Regions from separate parts of the Zea mays genome. Here region 1 is linked to region 2. A link is a contact called in public Hi-C data. All regions are on one chromosome and are shown on one strand. The core of a region is the stretch at or near the end of the contact, and the rest is flanking DNA. Distances in the headings are between cores, read along the strand shown. Region 1 holds the start of LOC100278630 (Pollen Ole e 1 allergen and extensin family protein). Region 2 has its middle 78 kb from the start of LOC109945603.

Region 1 (4,179 bases), core at 979-3,478, 130 kb before region 2:
TGATGTTCTTTCTTGGCGCATATATGAAATGCACCTGACTTTATTTCTTTAAATCCGGATGTGACAGAAGACAATGCGAAATGGAGAGGGAAACGGGAGCCAACCAAGTCACATGGAAACGGGAGAGGACTTACCCGACTCGCGCGGTGCGCCGGAATCTTCTAGACGAGGGTTAGTATGGGTTGTCTGGCTTCCTCGTCTAGCCGGCCTTATATCGATGCCAGATGTCCACCCTCTCCATCTACGAGGACTCGGATCTTGGGCCCATTCCTGTAGAGAAAAAGGTGAACCGGGCTGAGAACCGCCCTGGCCAACCGTGCCGCGCCGTGCCCTAGGGAGGGCCAACCACTCGAGCATGGGCTGAATTTTGCCTTCTCCGAGGAAGACGAGAGCAGACACCATGGGGATGACGAGGTGGTGGGGCAGCAATGGGGAGGTTGGACGGGCGAGGAAGAACCAGGGACATGTTTCAATACTACCTCTCGTTGGGTTGGGATGTGATATGAACTCTGTTGTTTTTTCTTTGACAACATTGATATGAACTCCGTTGTTAACTTATTATTATACACATGATTGTATCACGGCGTCGATCCTGCAACTCGATCCAAAAAATCTCTCTCTCTCTCAACAAGATATGACCATTTCCCTGCCGACTCTTTGTTGTTTAAAAAAAAAGAAACTAATTCCCTGCCGACTTCTTTCTAGCTAGGAGCACGTTAAGACAAGAGCCCGTGAAACGTGAGGGCAGAAAGCGCCAGAAGCCAGGCCATAGAATAGAGGCCGCAGAATGCACAGGCACAGATAAAGAGGACCAGAACCTCCCAAAAACATCCCATCCCATATTCACATTCGTCTACGCGTGTCTTTGGCACTATCATGCAAGGCCCTAGAGGCTACAACATTACCGATCTCTATCTACTTTGACATGTAATACCTTCGTTCTCAGTTTATTTTTCAACTAATAAAACATGATAAATAAAAAAGATTCGTTAGTTTATTTTTCAACTAAAACGGTGACAAATAAAAAGGAACGGAGAAGTACAGTAAATTGAAATTCACTATGTTGAAGACAACGAACGTAGTACGCAGAATATGCACATGCACTGATAGAGACGGCAAATCCGAACAAGTTCATTCATTCCTGGACCATTCGCCGCAAATCCGACGATGTCTTCTTCGCCTACGTCCATTCACACGAGAAACCGACATCTCCTCTGCTTCTCTTCAAGTCCTAACCAGCACTAGTGCTGAGAATTGGGTAGGATCGGGCCGGTCCGTCGCAAGCTCATTGTATTTGGGATTAAACGGGTTTAGATCTAAAAGGTTCAAAAAAAAATTTTAGGTCATATCGTGCTAGCTCAAAGAGTAGAAACAACGGTCTATTCGTTTCTAAAACACGCCGTGTCTTTATTGGACCATGTCGACCCAAATCCGACCCATATGTTTGAACCATACAAAATTCAAATATTAACCATATAAAGTACATATCGTACTAAACTAAATATATTAAATAATGTGAGTATCATTTGACAAAATAAAATTCAAATATTACAATCATATAAAGTCTATAACTTAAAAATTAAAAAAAATAAATAATATTGGTTTAATTGGACCGTGTTGGCCTAAACCCGCCCCACGCGTGCGGGCAGTGGCAGACCTACAGGGTATGCCGGGTATGCACCGGCATACCCTGTAAAACCAGCGAGTATATATATACTGTATATGTAAAAACTAAAAGGAAAAAAAAATAGTGCATTAGACAGTATGGCGTCATGATAGGAGGCCCATTAGGCGATTAAGATGCGGCACGAGCGGCAATATAGTGCATTGGATGTTTCATTTTTCTGACTCGTAGTGCCCGGTAGACTGCAGTCCACCGCCGTTTCAGTTTCCTAGTGGCATGGACGTTTCATTTTTCTAATCTAATCTTGATCGGAGAGAACGGAGCCCTGGCCATAGTGTTGGGTCGCAGTCTGCCGCCACCCTGCTCTAAATCGAAGGTTCGCTTCTCATGTCTCATCTATGGTATATATATTAGATTGTCAGATATAATCACGGTCTCTCGAAGGTTCGTCGTCTGGATCTATCGTCATACTATATATTGTTTTACCGAATTATATATAATTTTTTGCATCGCATACTCTATGGTCAAATTCTAGGTCCGCCACTGCGTGCGGGTCATGCTAGGGGCGCTAGAAAACCCGACCTAGGCCTGCCTTTAGACTATACCAGTCTAACTCATATTATTTCGTTCCGGACTATGTTATAGCCTCCTGTTTTTAGTCCATGCTCGTGCTTAAAAAAAAGCCCCCATGCATGCATAAATCTAACGGCGCGCCTCCTATAGGCTATAGCACTGCCGCATGAGAAGATAGCGCCCGCTGCAATGAACCGCGCTTCTTGGTTGCTCCTTGTTCTGGTGCAGCTCTCTTGCTTGCACTGCTACTCAGCCACCCACCATGGCGGCGGCCGGAAGCACGGACGCCCACTACTACCCGCGCCCGCCAACGTCGTCGTCGGCTCCGTTGTCGTCGTCCACTCCGGCAGCTCCGAGGCTACCACCACCGCCGTTTCTTCAGGTGCGCATGCAACTATTGTGCTGCTTCCACCGTGGTGTTTATTTTGGGCCTCGATTGTGTGCCTGCCTGCTTCGACCGTGTACCTAGCTAACACAGTCTCAGGCACCCTGGTCGGGGTCCGGTGCCACGACGGGAACGGCCGGACGGTGTTCCGGAAGGACGGCGTCGTGACGGACCGCAGCGGCAGGTTCCGCGTGCACCTCGCGCACGGGCCAAGCAGCTCAAGCAGCAGCAGCAGCCACCAGCTCCGGTCCGTCACGTCCTGCTCGGTGGCGGTGCACCTCCCGCAGGCGTCGCCGCCGTGCGTCGCCACCGCCAGCTCCGCTCGCGGGCTCCACCTCGTCGCCCACCACAACAAGCACGACCACGGCGGCGGCACTCGCGTCTTCTCCGCCGGCGCCTTCTCCGTCCGCCCGGAGCTCTGCAGCAACAAGGGCCTGTTCTTCCCGCCGGTCCCGCTCGTGCCGGAGCCACCCAACGTCGGCGGCGTGCCCATCCCGCCCAACCCGGTCACGCCAGCCCCGCCGTCCCTCGTGCCGCCGCTCCTGCCTACCCCGTCTCCGCCGTCCGTCCTGCCACCGCTTGTCCCACAGCCACCGCCGTCGTCGGTAATACCGCCGTTGTTGCCGTTGGTTAAGCCGCCGCCGCCGCCACCGCCGCCCCAGCTTCTTCCACCCCTGGTGCCGGTTCTTCCTCCGGGGGTGCCTGGCGTACCGCCGGCCTCCGCTTCAACGAATCGCCGCCCCGTGAACGTGAATCATCCCTGAGAAAAAAACTTGGAGCTGTACTGTGTTGTCTTTTACATTTACACGCACGTACGTACGAACTGCCGTCAGCTGTAATTTTCTTGTTCGTCAATCTGAGCTGTAATTTTCTACTCTACCAAAAATGAAACTATTCACTATATAAAGCACTAATTTCCATCGTCGCTCTACATCGTCCTTTATCTCCTGTCGTTCACCTCTCATCGCCCTCGGGTTTTTTAAGTTGGTGCCCTCAGTTTTGGTGGTGTGTTCACTTATACCCTTAGTCGTGTTTTTTTGCTCAGCTGTGCTCTTCTGTTCTATAACACTGGAAGGACACAGCTGAGCAAAAAACACGACTAAGGGTATAAGTGAGCACACCACCAAAACTGAGGGCACCCACTTAAAACACCCTCCCATATTTAAATGGTAAAAAACTAAAATTATATATAAATAAAGATTTGAATCATGGTTGTTGACTTTAAACTCACATTCTCACTTATTTAGTCAACAAAATACATATACAAACACTTTGCTAGTAATATTAAAGCGAGAACGCAATGGATAATTAATTAAGCTCCCTCTATGGATAATAAATTGGCAAGGGATGATTTAGCCTCCCGCTAATGATGGGATTACCACTGGTAGAGTGAATCTTCGTTAGGTCCGTTTGGAACAATTTTTCTTTAGGTCCGTTTGCAACAGTTTTTCTGGAGCAGGCTACTAAGAAGCGTCTGACAGAAGCCAATTCTAATGGCTGGAATAACCAGAATGGAAATTTCGGTGCAAAGATTGAGCCACAATTAACACAAATGTGCCATACTGACTCTCCTAACATCCAAACACCTGCAACAAAA
Region 2 (4,318 bases), core at 1,009-3,508:
GAGGAGGGGGGCTGGACCCTTTACCAACAAAACTCCGAGCAAATCCCACGATTTTCGCCAACAAACACAGCGAAAAACTCGGAACCCTAATCTATTCTGCGCGTGCGCGGACCGTCCGGCCCACAGGCGCGGACAGTCCGGACTGTCCGCACCTCAATTTGGTGCCCAACACATCCCCTCTCACGTACGAGCCTATCTACAGAGCGTGGCGGCATATAGGGCACGTGTTGCTTCGCCGCAGCCAATTTGCGATGCAGCCGGAGTGGAACTCGTGTTGGCCGGAGCACGCCATGACGGCGACCTCCACACCGTCCTGGAAGTCCTCCAGCATGTTAGGATAATGGAAAGCTGCACCATCGCAGGTACGCCCAGGTCTCTTTATATAGAAAAGGATTACATGCATGGGATACAACAGAAGGCAACAATAGTGCCGAGATTCTAGGCGAGATAAACAACTCTGCCATCCTTATCTTCTATTCCTAACACCCCCCCTCAATCTGGACGGCACGAAGTTAAGTGCAGATTGGTACAAATTTTGCTGAACGCCGGACCTGGTAACGGCTTTGTCATGATATCAGCAACTTGATCTTTGGAAGAAATAATCCGAACTTCTAGCTGTTGAGAGGCCACACGTTCTCGAACAAAATGATAATCAACTTCAACATGTTTCATGCAACGATGAAATATAGGGTTTGCAGTTAGGTAAGTGGCGCCAATATTATCACACCAAAGACTGGGAGGTCTAGGTTGTGATATACCAAGTTCCCTTAGAAGAACTTGAATCCAGATAATTTCAGCTGTGGTATTAGCAACTTCTTTGTACTCAGCTTCTGTACTTGAGCGAGATACAGTGGAATGTTTACGTGAAGACCACGAAATTAAGTTGCCGCCAAAAAAAATAGCAAAGCCACCCGTGCTTCGGCGATCATCAATATCACCAGCCCAATCAGCATCAGAAAATGCACTCAATAGAGAAGAAGTGGTCTTAGTAAAACATAGACCAACATCCAGTGTAGTCTTCAAATAACGCAAAATCCTCTTCACAGCAACCCAGTGAGAGGTGGTAGGCGCAGATAAAAATTGACACACCCGATTAACAGCATAAGATATATCCGGTCTTGTGAAGGATAAGTATTGTAGAGCACCTACAACACTCCGAAATCTTGTGGTGTCTTCAGGAGATAGTAGCTCACCATCATGAAGAGAAAGTTTATCCGCGGGTAGCATGGGTGTGTTGACGCCATTAGAAGTTTCCATGTTGGTGCGCAGCAACAAATCATTGATGTACTTGCGTTGTGTGAGTAAAAGGCCCTGAGAAGTTCTGTGAACCTCAATGCCGAGAAAATAACTGAGGGCACCAAGATCCTTGACTGCAAATTCAGAGCGGAGCTGCTGCAGAAGCTTATCAGTAGCTGAGGCAGATGAGCTGATAATAATAATATCATCCACGTATATGAGAATATACATTTGTACTTCGGGACGATTGAAAATAAATAATGACACATCAGCCTTAGATGCGTGAAATCCCAGCTTGATAAGAGTACCACTTAGACGAGAGAACCATGCACGAGGAGCTTGTTTAAGTCCATATAGGGCCTTATCAAGCTTGCAAAGAAACTCTGGATTTTTAGGGTCTTCAAAACCAGGGGGTTGCTTCATATACACATCTTCATTAAGAAAACTATGAAGAAAAGCATTCTGAATATCAATTTGTCTAAGAGACCAATCACGAGATACAACTAGAGATAATAATAACCGAATGGTAGTGTGTTTAACAACCGGGTTGAACGTGTCATCATAATCAACACCATACTGCTGCTTAAAACCTTTAGCAACCAGTCTAGCTTTATGGCGGTCTATTGAACCATCAGCTTTATATTTTAATTTGAAAACCCACTTGGAATCAATCACATTCAAATCAGAACGAGGAGGTACCAAGTGCCATGTTTTGTTCTTAAGCAAAGCGTCAAATTCTTCTTGCATGGCATGTTTCCATAAAGGTTGAGTCAAAGCAGTGACATGTGAAGATGGCTCAGCAGAAGAGACACGAGTCACAGAATAAGTTACCGTGCCGTCCGTGCGAATTTTTGGCTTTTGGATATTGTTTCGAAGACGTGTACCATAGGGATGGCCAGCACCTTCAATTTCAGTAGCAGCAGAAGTAATCGTGGAGGCAGTTGGCATGCAGCTGTCCCCTGCATGCGGTGCTTGGACCAGTGGAGAAACGGACGCAGGTGGCATGCAGTTGTCCCCTGCATGCGGTGCTTGGACTAGTGGAGAAGCGGACGCAGGTGGCATGCAGCTGTCCCCTGCATGCTGTGCTTGGACCAGTGGAGAAGCGGACGCCTGGCGCCCCTGCTCCATGCATGTGTCCCCTGCATGCATCGAAGGAATCGTGGAGGCAGGTGATATGCAGCTGTCCCCTGCATGCGGTGCTTGGACCAGTGGGGAAGCGGACGCCTGCGCAAAAACCGGTGTAGACGCGCCTGGATAGATGCTAGTATTATCTGCACGATAGCAATTAGCAGGAAACAAATTTTGTACCAAGTTATTGTTCAAATCAGTACTTCCACTGCCCGTCTGATTTTCAAAGTTGGATGAAGGATTTTTGAACGGAAAAACAGACTCGTCAAAAGTAACATCTCGTGAGATATATATACGGCCAGAATCTTTATCGAGACACTTATACCCTTTGTGCAATGAGCTGTATCCAAGAAAGATGCAAGGTTTTGATCGAAAATCAAGCTTGTGTTTATTATATGGACGGAGGTGAGGCCAACATGCACAACCAAAAATACGAAGCATGGAATAATTTGGCGGAGTTTTAAAAAGTCGTTCTAAAGGACATAAATTGTCGATGACACGAGTAGGAAGACGGTTAATAAGATAGGTGGCTGTGACAAAAGCTTCATCCCAAAATTTTTGAGGCATTTCGGCATGGGCCAATAAAGCAAGACCGGTTTCTACAATGTGACGGTGTTTTCGTTCGGCCGTACCGTTTTGTTGATGGGTATGTGGACAGGACACATGATGAGCAATCCCAAGATTAGTAAAGAATTGGTTGTGCATTTTACGATATTCACCACCCCAATCAGATTGAACATATTTTATTTTGCCATCAAGGAGACGTTCGACATGATTTTTAAATTGAAGGAAAAAACGAGGAGCCTCAGTGCGATCAATCATAAGATAAATCCAAGTGAAGCGAGTAAAATCGTCCACAAAACTAATATAGTAGCGGAAACCACCAACAGATATAGGAGCAGGACCCCAAACATCAGAATGAATTAGCTCAAGAGGCATAGTAGTGCGATGAATAGAATGAGTATATGGTAATTGATGACTTTTGGCTAACTGACATGCATTACAAATAGAGATCAAACTAGTGTCTTTGAGACACGGCAAATTATTCAAACGTAAAATAGAACACACTACTTGCGGTGAGGGATGACCAAAACGAGCGTGCCATTGTTGAGGGCGCGCCGAGTAGCTGACGAAAGCTTGATGAAGGGACTCAACATCGGAAGGCTTAATGGGATAAAGGCCGCCTTCACACTTGCCTTCCAGGAGTAGTGCCTGGGTGGCTCGATCCTTAATAAGAAAATACGAAGGATGAAATTCAAAGAATACATTATTATCCTTTGATAATTTGTGAACAGATAAAAGATGTTTTGCAATTTTAGGGACATGAAGGACATTATTTAGAGCAAGCGGGCGAGTATTAGTACTAATAGAACAAGAACCAGTATTCAAAATTTGCAAACCTGCGCCATTGCCGACTTGAACGGAGTCGCCGCCATGGTATTGCTCGCGAAGCGCGAGACGATCTAGATCACTTGTGATGTGATCTGTTGCGCCGGTGTCGTTGTACCAGCTTGGATCAACCTTGGATGAAGAGGTAGCAGCAAGGGCCATGGTCGAAGGATCATCTTGATAGTTCTCGTCCATACGATGCCAACAGTTGATGGCAGTATGGCCGAATTTGTCGCAGATTTGACATTGGGGTCGATTGCCCCGACCACGGCCACCACCACGCGGTGACCATGTGCCACCACGAGACGGCATACCAGCTCGGCCACGAGTTGCACCACGAGAGTACGTGCCTCCAGGTGCACCACCGCGCCCGCGACCGCGTCGTCCACCGCCGCGACCTGCATAGTGAGCGGACATACCCATATTGACTTGCAGATCAGCTTCATGTTGGAGGCGTCGGGCTTCAAAAACCAAGAGATGTGAGAAGACGTCGTCGAGGGAGAGCTCTTCATTCTTGGTAGTCATCGACGTAACGAAGGGGTCATAATCAGCCGGCAGCCCCGCA

Evidence for each region. A called contact is a pair of places that touch in the nucleus more often than the background predicts.
Region 1: a Hi-C map of tassel shows a contact between it and region 2, with 5 times the contacts expected there. The contact joins the promoter of LOC100278630 here to the enhancer-like site in region 2. A contact is called at or near these places in 4 of 25 Hi-C or Micro-C datasets (ear, leaf and tassel).

The regions. Positions count from the first base shown.
Region 1 is chr4:193,875,907-193,880,085 of Zm-B73-REFERENCE-NAM-5.0, reverse strand. LOC100278630 (Pollen Ole e 1 allergen and extensin family protein) reads left to right here and starts at 2,228. Exons shown (of 2, transcript NM_001151844.1): 1 at 2,228-2,579; 2 at 2,682-3,485. The coding sequence starts at 2,387. The coding sequence ends at 3,346. LOC103654342 (a long non-coding RNA gene) reads right to left here and starts at 474. Exons shown (of 2, transcript XR_566033.4): 1 at 135-474.
Region 2 is chr4:193,745,136-193,749,453 of Zm-B73-REFERENCE-NAM-5.0, reverse strand. No RefSeq gene overlaps it. Among protein-coding and RNA genes, the nearest start is that of LOC109945603, 78 kb to the left of the region's middle. Within about 2 kb of position 2,258, at least 16 of the 20 cell types and tissues checked have an H3K27ac peak or open chromatin away from gene starts, as enhancers often do. A contact at or near this core is called in ear, leaf and tassel, where this site is marked.